Regions from separate parts of the Capsicum annuum genome. Here region 2 is linked to region 1. A link is a contact called in public Hi-C data. All regions are on one chromosome and are shown on one strand. The core of a region is the stretch at or near the end of the contact, and the rest is flanking DNA. Distances in the headings are between cores, read along the strand shown. Region 1 has its middle 34 kb from the start of LOC107857617. Region 2 holds the start of LOC107857618 (helicase-like transcription factor CHR28).

Region 1 (4,228 bases), core at 1,014-3,513:
CTTTTTTTAACGGTTTGATAGCGGATGTGTACAGTAAAAAGGTTTTAGTAAAACGTAATAATTTATTACGTTTTACAAAACTTTTTTATAAAACGTAATAATTTATTACGTTTTACAATTTTTTTTGTAAAACGTAATGATTTATTACGTTTACATGATTTGATATAAAGCAGTGTTGTGATAGTACACTGAGTTTTTTTTAAAAAAATTATAAATTAAAACTTTATAACTTTTTTACAAAAACAACATACCCAGTGTATTCCCACCTAGTGGGGTCTAGTGAGGGTAGAGTGTACGCAGATTATACCACTACCTTAGGAGAAGTAGAGAGGTTGTTTCAAAACTTTATAACTTTTTTAACTTTTATAAATTAAAACTTTTTATTACAATTTATAAATTATAACTTTTATTACGTTTCTTACCAATTTTTTTTTTTAAAAAGTTATTGCTTCGTTTTGTCAAATCAAGTACCCCTTGCTCACTCTTTTTGACTTTTTCTTTCATAAATTGTATTAAGAAGTTACTTTTTAATAAATAAATAAAAAAATACGTAATTTTAAATTTATTTTATGAATACGTACTAACAAATTACATTGTTTTCTAAATTTGGTCAGATGAATATATAATTATTGATATCACGTCTCATACAAACTGACCGAATGATTAAAATGTGTAGTTAAATATTATGTTTTAGAAAATACATTATATTTCTAATTAGAGGGCCACACGCTCATGTAAAGTTAAAATTTAGGTAGAAAAAAAATATATTTTCAATTCACCAACCAAACACCATAAAATATTTTCCACTCAGCAACCAAACATAAGAAAATAAATAAAATACCAACTTATTTTCGATGCAAAATATTTTCCATCATACCAAACACACCCTAAGAGCAGCTATAGTGGCATTCAACCTCTTAATCTTTGTCTCCAGGAACCCAAATAAGCCAACTTTGCTGTTGGTGAGAAATATATTCATTTCTTTCTATTTATTTAGCTTATTTAGTACCCCGATGTTCCGAAAACCAAGTCTATCCAGCGGGGGGGGGGGGGGGGGGGGGGGGTAGTTCCACCCCTCCCTGTGCTTAGACCCACTCTTTTTATATTAGGACTCTCATTGTCATGACCCTGCTGCTGTTCTTCTCCCCCCCTCCCCTATTACTAGGCTCAGGTGGTAGCATTTCTGCATCAGGACCAGTGCCCTGTTGCCTTTGCTTGCCCTCATCTAATCTGTCTTCTTCCTTAAATAAGGCAAAGGAATTGTGAGTTGTATGGATTTATCCTTCAGTTGCACCCCAGCCTTCTTGGGGCTCTGTTGCTTGCCCTGGATCATGTTATTTCCTGCTGCTTTGTGTGGAGTGGATACAGACTTTCCCTATCGTTGTGCCCCTTTCTCATTTACCTCCCTTAACAGACCCCTGCAAGTTTTCTTGGTATGACCAAAGTTCTTACAATGCTCACAAAGAGTTTTCTTCCATTCATACTCTACCTCTTGCTCGACGACCTTCCCTAACTCATTCTCAAACATAATCATATCAGGATAAAGCTGATTCAAGGGCACTTCAACCATAACCCTTGCATACATCAATTTCTCTTTTGATGTAGTAGCTGTATCTGCCTTCACAGAATTCTCCACAAGCCCAACTTAGTCAAAACATTGCAACCCCAATACTTCTAATCCAGCCATATGAGCTTGATCCAATTTGGCACCTGTTCAACCATAACTCTGCTAAGCTTCATGTTCGATTGCCATGGTTTCACTACTACCAACTTCCGATCAAATATTTGCATACCTTTCTCCACTACCTGAGTACGACTATCCACACTATAAAATCAAACCATAAACACTCCTTTGTTCAGCTGAACAACTTTATCCACATCCAGGGATCCCTAAATTCATTTGAAAAAACCTCAAACACTGCAAGTGGTGGATTAGAACCCAGAACAAAGCATTATGTTCAAGCTCTTCCTTTACATAATCAAGTGTGATTTTGACATTGAGCCCCAAGTTTGCCTCGCTTGTCAAATCAAAACCCTCTATCGGTATAGTTCTCCCCACCATAACACACCACAATTTTCCCCTAATTTCAGAGTGCACAATCTCTTCTAAGCTAACCACTTCCTCCTATTCAACTTGCTTAGTTCAGGAATTGAGCCTGGTTTCCAAATCCTCAATGATGATGCATTTGTCGAAGGCGAAATTGCTTGTCCTTGCTTTAAATCTTAGTCTAGTGGTAAAACCCCCTGAATCACACTGAGACTTCGGGTACATCGCCCGTTTGTGGGCCTCTCCTGATCATCCTAGCCACCAATTGCCGCCCTCTGCCTCCATTGCTGTCATTACTCCTTCCTCTAGGTTTCAATTTCCTCGCCATATCATCCCTAGTAGCTAAGAGGAGACTTCATTTTAGAGAGAGAAATTCTTTGATTATATCATCTTCTATTTGAAATTGAAGATCGATATCATTATTTCTATCAATGTCCTTGAGTCTTTAATTCGTTTTTTAAAACTGAATATAAAATATAACACATTTATCAAGTTTAACAGACTAAAATTGTGATAAAATCACATTCCTTTTTGCAAGTACAAATATGGGTAATGTGTTTAGGAATATGACTTGATTATGTATAAAAGATTTGCGTAATTTGAAAAATTAAAATTTTAAAATCAAATAGCTAGAAAGAAAATATTAATTTATGATAAGAAAGATTAAAAGGGTAACTTAAATAATTTCGAATTTTTAATGGTTTCGAACACTTTCTTTCATAACTTTGTTTAATTACACGATATCCCAAATTTTGATATTTGTGATACATATCTTTAGCCTTGGTACATATGCATTGTGATACAGTTGTGATTGAGTGGTTAGTTAAATAAAGAAGTAACTAATTTTCAATTATTATAGGGAGTAAAATTAGGCGCAAATTGTGGTATAAATATATCTGGTTGCAGATGTATCATGATGATACATTTGGTAAAATTACTCAATACTTATTAAAAATTCAATCTCACACAAAAATAAATAGTTTACATATGTCAAATATATGTTAAATGTATCAGACATTTATAAATAAATAAAAAATATGAATCACTATCACAAAGTATTTGTTATATGTTTCACCAGTATTCCAACAACAAATGTATCATATTGGTAATATATATATTTTGGTAACTGATTAACAACATCAATGCATATTTTTGTACTATTATATCAGTGTTACACATGTCGTTTCTCATGAGATAAAATGTATCAATGGTGCACGTAGAAAATGTATCACGAGATTAAATAAATATCATATGTATCAATTGAAAAAAATCTAAATTAAATGAAGGTGATAAATCATTAAATGACAAAAGAACATATGCATCATTAAAAAGAATTATGAAAAAAGTACATAAGAAGTTTTTGATATGTATCTATATATGTAAAAAAAAAAAAAAAAAAAAACAGTTTGGTGCACTAAAGTTATCGCTACGAGCGGTGTTCAGGAAAGGGCCTCACCACAAGGGTGTATTGTATGCAGCCTTACCTTACATTTCTGTCAGAGGTTGTTTCCAAAGTTTGAACCCGTGACCTCCTAGTCACATGACAACAACTTTATCAATTACTCCAAGGCTCCTATTCATGTGTATCTATATATGTATTAAATACATTTATTTGATACATATGTCTTAATACATATGTATATGTCTTGATAGTTATGATTGATACATATACTAATCTACTACCACCACCTCTCCCTAGTTCGTCCGCACCATCACCGCTACCTTGGCTACCCTACCTCCTCCGTCGTTTGTCATTACCATCACTGCCACTATGGTCGTTCTCATTTGAAATCTAACAACTGATTGCTCAATTTCTTCTCTTTCCTTTAATGGGTATTGACTTAAAAGTTGAAAAAAAATTAAAATTGATAAAAGAAATGTTGATAAAAAAGATTTAAAAAAAAATAATGAAATTGGTGAAAAAGTTGCAGTAGTAAAGATGAAAGTTATCTCAATTGATGATAATTTGGGAGAAATTTTAGACGATAAATTTTTTGAAAAAAAAAGAATTGCATGCGTTAATTGTGGGATAAAAGTAGGAAGAGGGTTTTGTTCATATGTATCAAGAGTAAAATATTAAATTTGAGATTTTAAGTAATTGTTAGAGTACGTGCCCTACTGATCAGTGATTTTAACGTAAGAGTTACCTATGGATGGAACGGATTGCCTGACGTGTTCCAG
Region 2 (4,228 bases), core at 813-3,312, 120 kb after region 1:
CTTACCTTCAAAAATTGAACAGATTTACAAAAATGCATACGAAAATAAAGTTAATACTTAGAGACTTAGAGTTCTACTTCAAATATGTTAAATTAAATATAGATATAATATGTTATATCAAATGAGCTGGGGTCTATCGGAAATAACTTTTCTACTTGGTCTGAGCTAGTAGTATGGAGTACCTTGTGGGAATTTACTTGATATGTTGTTGTTGTATGTTATATCAAATGATTAAATCAATAGGAATCACTATGATAATAATGCTATAGACTAAATAACAGGAATCACAGGTTTACATAACTAATAAAGATAGTCTCAAAATAATCTTTCATAGGAGAAAAAAAAAAGAAGCAAAAAATCAAATCAACAAGAATCACACATTATATAGTGTTGTCTTAAAATATTGCATAAAAACTATCGAACACCTTTGAAAGGAGTAAAACTTGTTGCAACCAAAAAGCGAACCACCATTCCTGTAATATAAACCTTTGATTTTTCAGGTGAGATAAAACCTTAGCTTTTTTGTTTGTGCTTTTGTTTCGTCCAAATTTTTTGTTAGAAAATTTTAACTAAAAGAGAAACACGAGAAATAGTTAAAAGGGAGAATTCATTATCACTTATTGATTATGTATATCCATAAGGATGGCGATAATGAATGCAAGAAGACACACAAAAGAAAAGAAAAGAAAAGAAGAAAAAAAAAGAAAAGAAAAGAAACAGAAGGAACATATTTTGGTGATAAACAACAACAACAACAATAACCCAGTATATTCCCACACAGTGAGGTCTGGGGAGGGTGAAATGTACGCAGGCCATACGGCTACCTCCGAAGAAGTAGCGAGTGCTAGAAGAAGTTTAATCAAAATTTTACTTAAATATAATCATAAGGCTTCTTTTTATATAAGGTGATCTTCTAATTGATTTAGAAATATTAAGTAAAATCAAATAAATTTTTTTATCCCTTAGTGTTATTTTATAATTAGATATTTTAGGGATATAGGAAAAGGCAATTGTGTTTGAGACTAAAAATCATGAAAGTAATATAGAATTTAAGTTACAAAAATATTTTATAAACAAATAACTTAATCGAAAATATGAGGAGATAAATATTGTGGTAAGAATTTGCAAATATAATATACATGAATTGAAATTTGGTGTGATTAATATGTAGAAGTTCTAGAGAAATTCTTACTAAAAAAATGTTAAATATTACAATATTTATTATAGGATCGTAATTGATTATTTGCCTTTAATTTTACCTAATAAAATTTATTTACATAAATCTACCGGGGTTGGGTGTCAGAATCATGAGTCGGGGTCGAGCCTCGATTGAGAGTGTCAGACTCTGAGTAATATATTATGGTCGGGAGCAGGGGTTCGATTTCGAACCAGGAGTCGGATTGTCAGCCATGTTGTATGCAGTCTTCCTATAGACCAAAGGCATTAGGAGTGTTTTCACTAGCCTATGTAGTCGGGGACTGACATCATTGACAAGAAACTTTGGATCATTGAAAAATCCCTCAGCCGTAGGAGTTCGAAATACGATCGGATTCTAGAAACAATAACTAATGCTATTTTGCTAAAATATTTGTATTAATTGGTGTATAATTTTATACTCTCACATTTCTTTTTAGGTGCTCGATTTAAGTTGGACACACCCCGTAATAAATTCTTTATTCTTATGAAATTTAAAATACTTTTACTACTATACCTCTAATTAAGTTTAGATTGGGTATAACCCTGGTCTCTTTTTAATTAAGAGGGTATTTGAATTAACTTATTTTTGAGTGCTTTGACTTTTAAATATTTTTTTATTTTAAAAGTGTTTGATAAAAATAAAAAGTACTTAAAAACACTCTACTTTAGCTTGAAAAATACCAAAAAAAGTCAAAATCAAAAGTAAATTATTACCTACTTTTAACTTATGACTTTTAAGCCACTTAAAATAATTTCATTCAAACACTCCCCAATAATCTTGTTAATATGAACAAGAATATAGTAGAAAGAATTTAACTGAATTATTTTAAAAAAATTTAAAAAGCAAGGTACAAACACAATCTTAAAAAAGGAGGAGTGAGTGGGGCAACGGCGTACATGTTCAGGGAAGCCAAAATACTAGGGAGTGTTACTAACCCAAACAAAAGCGTGGATTGTTTTTCTCCGCCTCTGATCGACTGACTGACTGACTCACTCCATTAGGGCTTCTTATCACTTGGCTTTTCAGAACCGAAAATTAGCTACTCTTCTGTGTCATCGGTTAGGTTTGTTTTTGAATCTCTCTCTGTGTACGGGCTTAAAAATTGCTTTTTTCCCTAATGGGTATTTCAAAATGTTATCTTCCGATGTAAGTTTAGTTGATAAACTAATTGTGGTTCAGATTAGTACCAATTGAGTGGAATGTTCTATGTTTTTTGCTGTGAATTTGAGTTATTTCTCTCTTTCTATTTAATCTTTTGTAAGAATTTTTCTTTTTCTCGTTTCTTGAATTTGTTGAATGTGAGAAACCCGGCTAGCCTAGCGCTACTATCTTGATTTAGTGATCATATTATTATTATTATTATATATTTTTTTCGTTTATGTCTACTCTCTCCATGCATGGCTTCTGTTTTCTATTGGAACCGCTTTTTCTCTCATTGTGTTTCAGTTTATGTTATTCAATTCCTTTTTTTGACAGTGACAGTAGGATTGTTTGATGCGTGACCATGTGGATCCTGTTGGCGATTTTCTAGAGTTTGCCTGTAGCTTCTTCCACAAACTTCTTGTTAACTTGGTTTTAAGACATTGCTCCCATCTGGTAAGAGAATAGTTTACCGTTTCTGAATTATTTAAGATGCCTGTTTTATGACATTGCCATATAGTGTTTCTTGAGTACAGGTTCGTTCAATTTTCTCTCCAATGGATGCAATTGATATCTCTTCAGATGATTCGGACTTGCGTGAAATAGACAACTACACAGAGTCACCTCTCAGGGATTCTGCTACTTCTCGAATCCTTCCATCATGGGCAACAGGTTAAAATATTAATTTTTTTTCTCTTCCTGGCTCAAAGTTATTATGGTGAGTTTGTCTGTTTGTCTATAACTTAGACCATCGAACAATGTCAGATAGCCTTCCATCCCAAAAGTTTCCGTCACCAACAAGACCAAGTTATCTCAATGGAGGTTCCTCTAACTATCATAGCAATAGATATATGAATCCTCCAACTATTACTGACGACAATGGACCATCAAGTTCGCGAGCAGTTAGAGATGTGAATTTTGAGTACTCTTCTGGAAATGGTAATAATGGTCTGTGACAAGTATTATAGGCGGAATACCTCACATAGTACTCTTTATTGAAAAGAAAACCTTCTTTTCTGATGCAGATAATAGGAATCATTTTCCGCAACAAGCTCTAAAGCGGATGCTTCCAACATCCCTTCAGCTTTTGGATGTACCTGGCAGTCAGACTCGTCAATTTCATGAAAGATCATACCAATCAGGGTGGGCAAGTTCAAGCCGGGGCAACCATAATGAGTTAGTTCTCTATGAAAACAAAGGAAGCAGAGTATTACCTCCGTCTTTGATGCATAGGAAGCCCACTTCAGGTGTTCAACATACCAGTGTAAATGATCCCTTACATTACCCTGGGACAGCTGAAGAGAGAGCTGCAGCAGCTGATGAGAGACTTATCTTTCAAGCTGCTCTGCAGGTACTTGTTTGTGCCCTTTCTTGTGATCTGTAAATGCTGTATCGGATTGCACAATTCAGGAACTTCATGCATTGGACCTACTTTTTATCTCGACCAAATCAGGAGGTCTTCACTATTCCCTCATCCCCATAATATATAGCAAAATTGATTTCACTGCTGTCAGTTGATATCCCTTGTCTATTTTTGAATAAATATGCTTGAAACTATACAGTTGAACAAGTCCAAGCTAGTCTAGAACACAAATGGTTATGGATCTACTGGAGGTATGATTAGTTCTGATGTGGGGTTTGTTCCCCTGTAAAGGAAAAATTATTCAGATGCACTCTGAGCCTCCATTAAAAATATAAAGAACTTTTAGTATTATTATTGTTCTTGTAATAAATACACACGTGCGCGCACACACACACATATGTATGTATGTATGTATATAATATATCTTATTTTTCATTTCTATCGTTTATTTGGTACGATGATGACATGTGTTGAGCTTATATCGCGCCTACAATGGCTGTTTGGTACTAAGGCATAGTCGTTACTGT

The links. A called contact is a pair of places that touch in the nucleus more often than the background predicts.
Region 2: a Hi-C map of leaf shows a contact between it and region 1, with 2.8 times the contacts expected there. The contact joins the promoter of LOC107857618 here to the enhancer-like site in region 1. A contact is called at or near these places in 2 of 5 Hi-C or Micro-C datasets (leaf and placenta).

The regions. Positions count from the first base shown.
Region 1 is chr2:21,755,843-21,760,070 of UCD10Xv1.1, forward strand. No RefSeq gene overlaps it. Among protein-coding and RNA genes, the nearest start is that of LOC107857617, 34 kb to the right of the region's middle. Within about 2 kb of position 2,264, at least 4 of the 5 cell types and tissues checked have an H3K27ac peak or open chromatin away from gene starts, as enhancers often do. A contact at or near this core is called in leaf, where this site is marked.
Region 2 is chr2:21,879,238-21,883,465 of UCD10Xv1.1, forward strand. It overlaps LOC107857618 (helicase-like transcription factor CHR28), which reads left to right and starts at 2,063. Exons shown (of 13, transcript XM_016702461.2): 1 at 2,063-2,261; 2 at 2,675-2,794; 3 at 2,875-3,010; 4 at 3,104-3,277; 5 at 3,364-3,689. The coding sequence starts at 2,693.